Regions from separate parts of the Mus musculus genome. Here region 1 is linked to region 2. The links are chromatin contacts, called in public Hi-C maps. All regions are on one chromosome and are shown on one strand. The core of a region is the stretch at or near the end of the contact, and the rest is flanking DNA. Distances in the headings are between cores, read along the strand shown.

Region 1 (5,615 bases), core at 1,442-3,941, 370 kb before region 2:
TCCTCCAGTAAGGCTCCTGGGACCAGTGTGAGCTTTTTGGAACTTCAAAAGTCACACAGGTCAAGGGCCACGCAGGATAGGTCATTTTCATCTCAACTTTGTAGAGCAGGAACCTAGAGCTCTAACACTCACTGCCATTAAGTAAAGTGGATGAGCCTATAAGACTCGAACCCCAACCTGGCAGGTACAGTAGGAGCCTCGCAGCCCTCCTCCTCCCTCCGGCACATATCCTCCTGGGCTGCTGGCTTGTTTGGTTTGAAGTGAGATCCCAGAACATGAGGCACACCCACGCTCAAGAACAAGAACAAAACACACTGCCAAGTCAGATTTAAAAAAAACCAAGCCTTTGTTCTTTCCCTCTTGTGTGAGGAATCAAAAACTTTCTACAAGTTCCTGAAGAGAGATACCCAGGCAGCATGCAAGCTGCACTCTGAGGCGCGCCTGCTGCCTTTTAAGATATGGGGAAGGAGGAGGGATGGCCTTGTGCACTCTGGGGAGTTGCGCTGGGGGCATCTCAGCTTCATGAGCCCTTGTGTGGTATGGCACCATCATGGCTGTAACAGAGTGGGGAGGGGCTAACAAGAAAGGAGGGAGGGTCCCGACTGATGAATGATTATGCCTTGTGTACTGTCAGGTAGCAAAGCTTTAGAAGGCAAACCCAACAGGGCAGCTCCACCCCCAGGCTTGGCCACTACACAGATTGTCCTTACTGACAAGGTGTTAAGGAGGTGCCAATGTGTTTCTTATGACCAAAGGAGCACAAAGTTGGTTTTGTTTTCCCCAGAGAAGGCAGCTGTGTTTTTTAACCTTTGGTTCTGGGCTGGAGCAAGTCCTTGCTAGAGGTTTTCCTCCTGGGTGTTGAAAGGTTATCTAAAGAAGAGCCATCTCCCCAACAAGGAAAAGCAGCCATGCAGTGTGGCAGCGAGTCAGATGTGGATACGACTATAGAACCTCGCTGTTCATACCCAGCCCGTAACTAGACCCGAACCTCATTGTTCAGACCAGGCACACACGAAGATCAGAACCTCACCATTCAGACCTGGCACAACCAGACCCAGGAGCGGGTCCCCTTCTGTTTCTGCTTTAATCTTACAAATTCTTACTGTCCCCAGCTTTATTCAAACTTGCACAGAAGTGATTTCACACAAATCATCCACACAGAATATATCCCTTTTAAACCAAAATCTTAGGTGAGAAAAAAAAAGACTAACTGTTCTATCTAAGAAAATAAAAGTCGTAAAATACTTAGCCTGCAAGAGTTAATAACTTAGCCAGGCTTGGTGGTGATACACGCCTGTGATCCCAGAGCTGGAAAGATAGAGACAGGGGGATCAGATGACTCAAGGCTAGTGTTGAGTTTGAAGATAGACTGGGTATGATAAGACTTCTGTCTCAAAAGACAAAAGAAAAAAAAAGGAAGGAAACGAAGGAGAATGAGAGGGAGGGGGAGGAGGGAGGGAGGGGACAAGGGAGGGAGGGAGGGGACAAGGGAGGGGAGAAGGGAGGGAGGAAGGAGGCCACACAGTATTCTAGGAGCGTCTATTTCAAGGTTTACTGCTGTTTTAAGAGAGTCCCCAGAACACGAGGCACACCCACACTCCAATCCAAATACAAACACGTTCCACAGCCAAATGAAGATGACAATGTTAGGCTTTCTCATTTATGTAAAGACTCAAGCACACACACACCCCCTCCCCAAAGAAAGCGGTGTGTCTTGGAGAATCTTGCATTTCCCAGCAGCTTGGTGGCTGTGGCAACCGCCAGGAGCTAAGCAATGAAGACCTTAAATGGCTGTGGCTTCTCAGAGCCCGGCGGCGGCTGGGAGACGAATGCGCTTTATGTGAGTACAGTGCCTGAGTACTTCAAGATGGGGCTTCTAAGTCTACAGCCTCCCAGTGCCGTTGCACACCTGGGTATAGTCACTCACCGCCCAACCTCAGCGTGGGAGATTCAGTATGCTTCTCCCCAAGTCTAGGTTTAGTAACTGAATGGATAGAGGCTGGAGAGATGGTTCAGCACTAAGGAGCACTGGCTGTTCTTCCAGAGGACCAGCTCCCAGGTTCCCACATGGCAGCTACCAACTAACTGTAACTCCAGTTCCGGGGGGTGGGTGGGGGGGAGTTCAAGGCCACCTTCTGGCCTCCGTGAGTGCAGCACACATAGTGTACAGACATGCATGCACCTGTAAGTGTCCCCGTACGTGGTAAAGAGGACTTTACAGCAGTGATTCAATTAAGGATCTTGAGCTAAGAGAAGATCACCTTGACATTGCCGAGGTGAGCTCTGTGTGACCACAAGAACGATGAGGGGGAAAGTCAGAGAGATGGAAACACTCATCACAGAAAGGGAAGATGATGCGCTGATGTCTGTGCAAGTGGAGGAAGAGACTATGAGCCAAGACAGTACAGGAAGCCTCTAGAAATTCAAAACAGAAAGGGAAAGAATGTTCCTGAAGAGCCAGGGCAGAGGCAGAGGCATTCTTCCTAACAGTTCCACTACAGACCTACTGAGAGGGATCTTAGAATCTCACTCATCTATGATGCTACACACTATCAGATTTGTGGTGATTTGTTACAGTGGTAACAGGAAATGAATACAGTTTCCCCAAGACATCGATACTGAGGGTGAGTCTGTTTAGAGAGCTGAGGTGGGCCTGCATGTTGTGGGCAGGAAGTGATCTTGCTAGAAGTCTGGGTAGCACAGACACCCAAGAGCCTGGGAAGCTAAGGTTATATACGCCACAAAACAAGGTCACCAGAGGACTCTGCAAAGCCAGCTAGTTTTTTTCACTCACAGCAGTGGCAAACAGAAAAAACATAGAATTGCACGCTTTTAGGGTCCATTCAATCCCTTATTACAACACTGAAAAGTTAACTTGTCCTACGGCACACAGGTGGCTGCTGATGAAACCTCATGGAAACTTCTGGTCACCTCAGCTTCCCAGGCCTGGGAGGATTACCTATCCACCTCACCACCTCAGCTTCCCAGGCCTGGGAGGATTACCTATCCACCTCACCACCTCAGCTTCCCAGGCCTGGGAGGATTACCTATCCACCTCAGCTTCCCAGGCCTGGGAGGATTACCTATCCACCTCACCACCTCAGCTTCCCAGGCCTGGGAGGATTACCTATCCACCTCATCACCTCAGCTTCCCAGGCCTGGGAGGATTACCTATCCACCTCAGCTTCCCAGGCCTGGGAGGATTACCTATCCACCTCACCACCTCAGCTTCCCAGGCCTGGGAGGATTACCTATCCACCTCAGCTTCCCAGGCCTGGGATGATTACCTATCCACCTCATCACCTCAGCTTCCCAGGCCTGGGAGGATTACCTATCCACCTCAGCTTGAAAGGTTATGTTCACGCACACTGAGTTCACTGAGTACATTCCACATGCAACACTTGCAAGCCTCCCACCAAGAACCGGGGAAATTGAAGGATGTCCTTCCTTCCTGTCTGTCAATCCGTCCATCTGTCTTTGCGACAGTGTCTCTGTGCATTGTTCTGGCTGTCCTGATTCTCCAGAGGCAATGACCTCAAGAACGTCCCTGTCTAGAAAGCGCGTGGCTCAGGATTCAGTCCACATCTTCTTGCCTATACCAGGAACAGCTGCACTGTTTGCAGCCATCCCCAGCAGATTCGAGGCTGGGCAGTAGGGAAAACAACACAGTAGCGCACATGCTTTGGACCGGGAGTGGCAATGTCTGTCAGACGCCCTCCCCTGAGCCTGATCCCCTCACAGATGCAGCAGCTGACTGCACAGGCTCTGATTTACCAAGAAGCTTGGGAGGGCTCCAGTGCCCCCAGGCTGAGGTTATGTCTCTGAGCCATTAATTGCTACAAAGAATTTGCAGTGTATAATTAGCTTTAAAACTCTAGTAGTGTGCTTAGAGAAAAAAATTAAACCAGTGTTTCCCTGAAGAGTTTTCAAACTAAAGTATTAGAGAAAGACAAACTAATAACCCTTATTTTGTTGGGATGTAGAGATGTGGAAGAAAACCTGCCTTGAGAAAGGATGTGCAACCTATTGTTCCCGTCAGGAGAGTGTGCCTGTTGTCCCAACTAATTGTCCCAAGATGCGATGATACAGTAGCCTTTGGCCAGAAGAAATGGGTTGCATCTGGCCATCGAGACACATGCCCATAATTCTACTACCAAGAAGGTAGGTAGAAGGAGGTCATTAAAAGTTTGAGGCCAGCCTGATCTACATAGATTTTCTAGGTTAACCAGGGCTATAAACAGAGACCTGCAAGGGAGGCAAGGATTGGGATGATAAAAATCTTCATCCTGCTCTAAAAGTAAGACGTTAACGACACACACAGGACCCTGCTCTGTCTGACACAGTCTTTCAAAGGACCAGATATTCCTTCAGAACTTTAATCTTTTAGCCTGTGTCGACTGGCATCTGGTGTGAGCTATGCAAAGCTTCCAGATGTGGATACATAAAAGTGGAGAAAGATAAAGAAGAAATCAAAAGGGGGGGGGGGGGAACATGGGGAAAGAGACTTCCCTGAGATCACAGGAAGGGTGTGGTGTGCTCTGACTGAGGAAGCTCACGCAGGACAGATTCACACTGCCCTTTGCAAGAAATTTAACCAATGAAAGAAAAGAACAACCCAAGGGCTTCCCCTCAAGTCTGAACAAAGGCTTACAAGGTCCTGGGTTTGACCCAGTGACAGGTGTGGAGACACATCCGCAGTGTGTGACTGATAGAGGGAGGGTCACCTGTGGTCAGGGACCCAGGTTGCCATCTACCTGTTAAGAGATTAGGGGACTGTTGCTTAACATTTCCACCTTTGGGATTGATTTTTTTTTTTTTTTTTTTTTATCGGTGACAGAAGTCACTGTGTCCAGGCAATATCTCAGGCTGGGGTGGTCACAGCATCACATTGCCTTGGTCCCAGTGATTGCAGGGACACTCAATGATATTTTGTTGATGATGTCAGGACAGAGATTCACTGTCATGCCCGGCTGCTAAGCTAGCTGTTAAGCCATCACCCAAAGAGAGGCTGATTAAGAATAAAGCCAGCCCAGAGGGCAGTGACTTCGAGATGGGGCAAAGGCAGCAATGGAAGATTCCAGGGGCTCCCTGAGCCCACTGTGCCTGGCTGTATACTCCGGAGTCTCCCATCATAGTTCCTTAATTTGTTTAATAAAAATAAGAATGTTGGTCTGGAGAAATGGTTCAGCGGTTAAGAGTGCTTTCTGCTTTTGCAAAAGACTGCAGTTCAGTTCCCAGCACTCAAGCAGGCAGCTCAAGATTCCAGTGACAGAAGACTAGAAGATCTGGTCTCTGTGCACACACACACACACACACACACACACACACACACACACACCATACACGCACATAAATAAAAACAAAACCATAAAACCAAAAACCATTCATGTTACAAACTGGCTGTGGTGACATCCTGTTATCCCAAAGTTCGGGTGACTAAGACAAGTGAGTCAGAACTCACCTTGGGCTCCACAGCAAGACCCTACCTCAACAACACCTCTAAAAGACCACAGTCTGTTTAAATGATCTGCATTTAACTCTCTCTGCTCTTCTCCAAGGCCCACACTGACCAGGGTTCTCTGGATCCCACCAGTATCTTCTGTGGAAAGGCGAGA
Region 2 (6,211 bases), core at 2,209-4,708:
ACAGCCTCCTTCGCCTCACACTCTCCGTGATCTCCCCAGTCTCCTCTGAACAGCCATAAAGCTAGTCATTAAAATGTGCCTCAAGGTCGGCAATCAATCTCAAGGGGGTTTTAGTTTATTGTCTGGAGGAGGAAGCCTTCCACTGCCTCTCTTGTCACTGAAGAGGCATCACATAAAGGACCCTTTAATCTCACCCAGACATCTCATGGGGCACCATGGCGAGTAAGTCCCCTCCCTGGCAAACACACGGGCTCGTTAACAGGGACCTTTACCACCAGTGACACAATGGAACTTTCTTTATAAGGGTTGAAAGGGCACAGGAGTTGCAAAATGTCTTAAGGGCCATGAATTGTAGACTCCTTCCTGCCCCTCTGCCTGGGGTCAAATGTGGGGACACTCATGCATCGGTGCTATGCCTCCTATCCACTGTGCACCTTGCTCATAGGTATGTGGCCCTGTCAGATTTCTCTGTCCAGGACCATGTCTCTGTCTTGCCTGATATCCCCACTGGTGTGTCTCTCACAGTGCGGTGTAGTATGAGGACACTCAGTGTGAAGAATGTAAGCCACAGGGAGCCAGCTAAGGAACATAGAATCCTTGAGTTCACTCTGACTCAACACTGGGGTTTTGGGCCTTGTAGGATACTTAGCAGTATCCCTGATCTCCACCAGTGTGATACCAACAGCAGCCTGCCAACCTGCTGGACAACCAAAACTGTCCCCATACATTGCTCTGGGACAAATTACCTGGCTGTGCCAACAGTGTGCATGGCAGAAGTCTGTGTACAGAGAGCATCAGAGAGCAGACACTGATGTTTGGGATGCCCACGGGACCTTGTCTGGAGATGGAGGTGGGGATGTGTGTGGTACCTTTCCCACACTCTCCACGGAAGCTCTTTGTCATTCCTCTTTAGAAGGTGTCAGGAAAAGGGGGGCTGCTGTGGTCAGAACCCTTGCTATTTTATTATTAGCTATTACGAAGCACCGAAAGCCCCGAACTTGGCTGAAGTGCCCTCTTGAGACAAGTTATGGGATGTGGGATGACTGTCTGTTTTCAGCGTCCAGCACGCAGGGATTGGGGCAAGCCCATCAGCCTAAGATGGCGAAAACTATGGTGCCAGCACCCATTACATCAATTTGTGAGAAAACTACGCAATAAATGGCATCTCTTACTGTTCCTGAAATATTACTCAGCTGATTTTGCGTTTGTAAACAGAGGTTGAAAATACATAATCATTATTTTGAAAGCTTAAGAAAAATGCGCAAGTGCTAAGATGAACGGTCGCAGAAAAAAGGCTGTAGTAGAAATGTGCTTGGAAATCAGACGGAGCTGAACTGAGCCCTGCTGAACTAGAAGTAGCTCTTCCCTAAGGGCTCAGGGTCCTTGCCCGGTGTGGATGAGGAGGGCTGTGGATGATTGGGCTTCTCTAGGGGCTCATGAAGCCTGGTTGCTGGCACAATCTTGTTTAATGAATGATCAACGTTAATGTTTTATGCTTCAGTCAGCTGGATCTAGTCATAATTATTTTTAGAATTAAAAAAAAAAAAATCTCACGAAACAACATAAAGGTGGCGGGCGAACAGAGAGCTGCTCTTTAGACCTGGCTCCGGAGGCTGACATAGGGGCACTCTCTGCTTTCCCTACAGTGAACTTCCTGCCTTTGAACCCACTCACCACACTCCCTTTACGGATCTCAGGGAAACCCCAGAGCCACGGTGCAACCCCTCCTCACCCACATAGGCCCGCTCCCTGGCCCAGGTACGCGTTGGCTTCTTACTGGGACTTGAAGCAGCACACGTGGGCTCTGGTTCTCACCCACCACTCTCATCAGGCGGGGCTTCCCCAGAACAAAGGGTGCCATCTGCTCAAGGACAAACCCAGACTTCATTTCTGTTGGTATCTTCTTTCACCATCTTTCCTTCCTTAGGCTGTATTTTAAATATTCTCAGTCATCCTATCAGACGGAATGTGTTTCACTAAAATGTCAACTTTGTACAGTAAATGGGTGACCCGTGGAGGAAAAAGGCCACCTACAGGACGCATGAACAGGTTTGCAAATTGTAGACCTGATAAAGGACCAATATCCGGGATATACAAAGCACTCCTACAAACCGCTGCCACAGCCATCAACAGTGACAGAAACCGGGGAGGGGGGGGAGGCGATTCAGCCAAGCAAACACTTGTTTTTCTTCTACAAGTCATAAAATGGTCAATAGCCATGCCTCAATGCAGGAGTCCCAGGAGAAATGCAAATCAAACCCACACCGGGCAGTGGTGGCGCAAGCCTTTAATCCCAGCACTTGGGAGGCAGAGGCAGGCGGATTTCTGAGTTCAAGGCCAGCCTGGTCTACAGAGTGAGTTCCAGGATAGCCAGGGCTGTACAGAGAAACCCTGTCTCGAAAAACAACAACAAAATACAAAACAAAACAAAACAAAACAGAAACTACTTCCCACCTATCAGAGCAGCTACCATGTAAAAACCATTACTAGTGCTAGTAGGATGCCCTGGACACTGTTGGTGGGAAACAAACATGACTAACTCTGTAGAATACACTCTTTAAAGAAATGAAGGAAGGGAAAGGAAAGGGGAAGAGGAAAAGGAAGAAATAGAATTATTGTATGGCCCAGTAATTCTGTTTCCAGGTAAGAACGCAAAAGAGTATTTTAAAGGTCATGGAGGCTGACAAGATGGAGGAAGGGCAGGTTTAGCTGTACCTTCTGGGTCACCTGGCAGCCATTGGTAGCTGTGTGGAAGGTGGTGGTCATGTACTTGGAGGGCAACAATATTTTTGGCACTCATCCTTCTGGAGCTGTATTCGCCTTGGCTGGAAAACAACCATTCCTACTTTCCACAACCCCGACAAAGACGAGAGAGGAAGCCTGAGACCTGGAGGGAGGGTAAAGGCACAGAAGGTCTCCTTAGGTAACATGCCAGAATGTTCCAGAATACAGACTTTTGTGCTCAGACTCCACTTCATAGCAAAGTCCCCTTAACCCCACCATGGGCCTGCCTCCACACAGAGGTAAGTTGGAAACATGGGTGCTTAGAAAGGCCTTAGAAGAAAACACAAAGACGCTGTCCAAAGCTGAGTGCCCAAGGCCGGGTGTCCAAGCCTGGGTGCCCAAGGCTGTGTGTCCAAGGCTGGGTGCCCAAGGCCAGGTGTCCAAGCCTGGGTGCCCAAGCCTGTGTGTCCAAGGCTGGGTGCCCAAGCCTGTGTGTCCAAGGCTGGGTGCCCAAGGCCAGGTGTCCAAGCCTGGGTGTCTAAGCCTATGTGTTCAAGGCTGGGTTGGACAGCCTGGGTGTCCAAGGCTGGGTGTCCAAGACCAGGTGTCCAAGCCCGTGTGTCCAAGGCTGGGTGCCCAATCACCCAGGCACTTGCCAGGCACCATCGTAGGCGCACCGGGCCCAAGAGGAGAGGATGTGGGTTTGAATAAGACCCAGACTTGGCCCACGTTTGTCGAAAGTGTAACTGTGAACTCAGACATCTAAAGATGGATCACAGAACAGTGACGCAGTTAGTGTATGTGTGCCGAAAACTGAACAGAAGCAAAAACAAAGAGGACAAAACAAGAAACCCCTGAACTTAGAAGTGGCTGGAATTCAAATATGCATTTCCCCCGGAGGTGTAGGTGTGTATGTGAAGTCTGTATGCAAAAAGAGGCAGACACCGTTACTCTGCAGGGAGATGCAAATCCAAACCACAGTGAGATGCCACCTCACACCCAGCCTACCTCGCTAAGGGAAAGGACAGATCCTGACAAGTGTTCAAAGAGGTGAGACATTGGAATTCTCACAGCTGGCAGACATAACAAAGCAGCTCTGTTAAACAGTTACTTTTCTCAAAGTTTAAAAAATAGGAAATGAAAGTTACATATGAGCCAGGGTTCTGAAAGAAACAATGTCTAAGACTTTAAATTCAGAATTCTTTGTTCTTTCTTGACAAGAAAAAAAAAAGAAATAAAATTGCTCGTCAATTTATACACTAAATACATGCAAACTGCATTGGACTGATTTTATTATTATATTTCTACTTTATTTAAATATATGCTGAGAACAAAAAAAAAAAAAACAGAAGAACTGTAAAATCAATAGATTTACTTTTTACCATGAGGATTTTTCCCTCTTTAATATTTTATTTAATCAATGTTCTCAACCTGTGGTTATGACCCCGCAGGGAATCTTCTCAGAGGGGTCACCTAAGACTATTGTAAAATATAGATGTTTACATTGCTGTTCGTAACAGGAGCAAAAATACAGTTATGATGTAGCAACAAAAGTAACTATGGTTGGGGGTCAGCACAGCGTGAAGAAGTATATTAAAGGGTTAGGAAGGTTGAGAACGGCTGATTTAAATGTTTCATTTCAAGGGCTGGGGTACAGCTGTGGGGCAAAGTGTGCCTGCTGCAAAACCATAATTTGTATTTCTGACTCCATAACCTGAATTTGTATTCTGAGCACCCACAAAAAGCTAAGAGCAGCTGCTGGTAAGCCCAGCACTGTTGGGGGGGGGGAAAGGGGCGCACAGCGGGTGGCGCTCAGAAAGACAGCTGTAAGGGAACCAGCCTTTGAGCCCGACTGCTAACATCTCAGGAGTTTGGCTGGGCCTCCTTGCCAAAGATCCTCACTTCTGGGTTAAAGGAGACAGAGAGGGTCACTTGACCCTCACCTGAGTACCCATCCCCCAACCCCAACCAACTATACACAGTTCTTCCCCAATTTCGTGTGCTCTTGAGAAGGCTAGAGGATCTAAGTGGGGGAGGATGAGAGATAGGCTCCATCTCTGTGGACAGAGCAATGGGGGAGGGGCGTCCCTGCTGTGTGCAGACTTTGTAGGGTAGCTGCTTTAAAGTTGCCCTTGTTTCTCCCTCTAATCTCTCACCCATGTTCAATAAGACACACACACACACACACACACACACACACACACACACTGCAAAAGGAGCTACAAGCTAGACTCAAAAGACCGTACTTTGCGCTATTCCATCTATATAAAATGCCCAGAATGGGTAAATCCTCGGGACGCTTAGTGGTGGCTGGTGTCTATGGGTGAAGGAGAAATTGGTGACTGGAGTCCTGGGCTTATTTAGGGGACGAGAAACCTACTGATAGAGAGAATAGCTGTGCAATTTTCTGAACGTGCTAAAGAGCAATGGGCTGCAACTAAAAGGAACAAATGTTATCTTCTATGAATTGTTTCTTAGTGCAAAGAAAACAGATACAAATAACCGTGAGGTGTGAGGGGAGCAGAGGTGTCTTAGCAAGGGTTTCTATTGCTGTGATAACGCCAGGACTAAAAGCAACATGGGAAGAAAGGGTTTGTTTTATTTTACCTGTCCTAATCACAGTCCAGCGTGAAGGGAAGTCAGGGCGAGAACTCAAGGCAGGAGCTGATGCAGAGGTCGTGGAGAATGCTGCCTACTGGCTTGCTCAGCCTAAGACTACCAACAAAAAAGTTGGCACTACCCACAGGGACGCAGGCAATCTAGTGGGAACATTCTCTTAGCTGAGATTCCCTCTTCCAACATGACTCTAGCTTATACCGTGTTGACATATGAGCAGCATATGGTTCCTGGGCTCTCATGGCGCTGCAGATATTTCCTAAAGAGAGGGAACCACTTGAGCCTGCTTGTCAGGGGCCACCAGGAGCCATCGGATGAAGTGGGGAGAGGACAGTGTGAAAAGCGGCAGATGAAGGTGGGAAGTGATGTCATTCTGACTATTACAAGTTCTCCGTGTGTGTGTGTGTGTGTGTGTGTGTGTGTGTGTGTGTGTGTGTGTGTGTACACATGCTTTGTTTTGTTTTTGTTTTTGTTTTTTAAGACAGAGTCTTACTCTATAGCCAGCCTCTCACGGAGCTCACTGTGTATCCCAGGCTGACCTCAATCTTCTGGCAATCCTCCTGCCTCAGCTTTCTAAATACTGGGATTATAGGCATGGATCACATCCAGTCCGACTTTTTTGTTTTGTTTTGTTTTTGTTTTGTCAGGATTTCTCTCTGTAACACAAGGTGTCTTATTATTGTTCTCTCTTCCTTTCTTTCTTCCTTCCTTCCTCCCTTTTTCCTCCCCTCCCCTCACCTCCCCTCCCCTCTCCTCCCTCCCCTGCTCTCTTCTCTTTATTTTCTTCTTGCAGTCTGGGAATGGAACCTAGGGCCCTGCACATCCTCCTTTTACTTCTTGAGTGTTGTGGATTGCAGGCATGGACCACACC

What was found. A called contact is a pair of places that touch in the nucleus more often than the background predicts.
Region 1: a contact with region 2 is called in a Hi-C map of CD8 T cells, with 2.2 times the contacts expected there. The contact joins two enhancer-like sites. A contact is called at or near these places in 1 of 484 Hi-C or Micro-C datasets (CD8 T cells) and 1 of 115 datasets of contacts at active chromatin or transcription factors (pancreatic cancer cells).

What each region holds. Positions count from the first base shown.
Region 1 is chr19:53,804,432-53,810,046 of GRCm38.p6, reverse strand. The region is part of intron 1 of Rbm20 (RNA binding motif protein 20); the gene reads right to left. Among named protein-coding and RNA genes, the nearest start is that of Gm16299, 18 kb to the left of the region's middle. Within about 2 kb of position 2,691, at least 98 of the 459 cell types and tissues checked have an H3K27ac peak or open chromatin away from gene starts, as enhancers often do. A contact at or near this core is called in CD8 T cells, where this site is marked.
Region 2 is chr19:53,438,983-53,445,193 of GRCm38.p6, reverse strand. It overlaps Mirt1 (myocardial infarction associated transcript 1), which reads left to right. Exons shown (of 10, transcript NR_028427.1): 10 at 1,647-3,982. Among named protein-coding and RNA genes, the nearest start is that of 4833407H14Rik, 19 kb to the left of the region's middle. Within about 2 kb of position 3,458, at least 66 of the 459 cell types and tissues checked have an H3K27ac peak or open chromatin away from gene starts, as enhancers often do. A contact at or near this core is called in CD8 T cells, where this site is marked.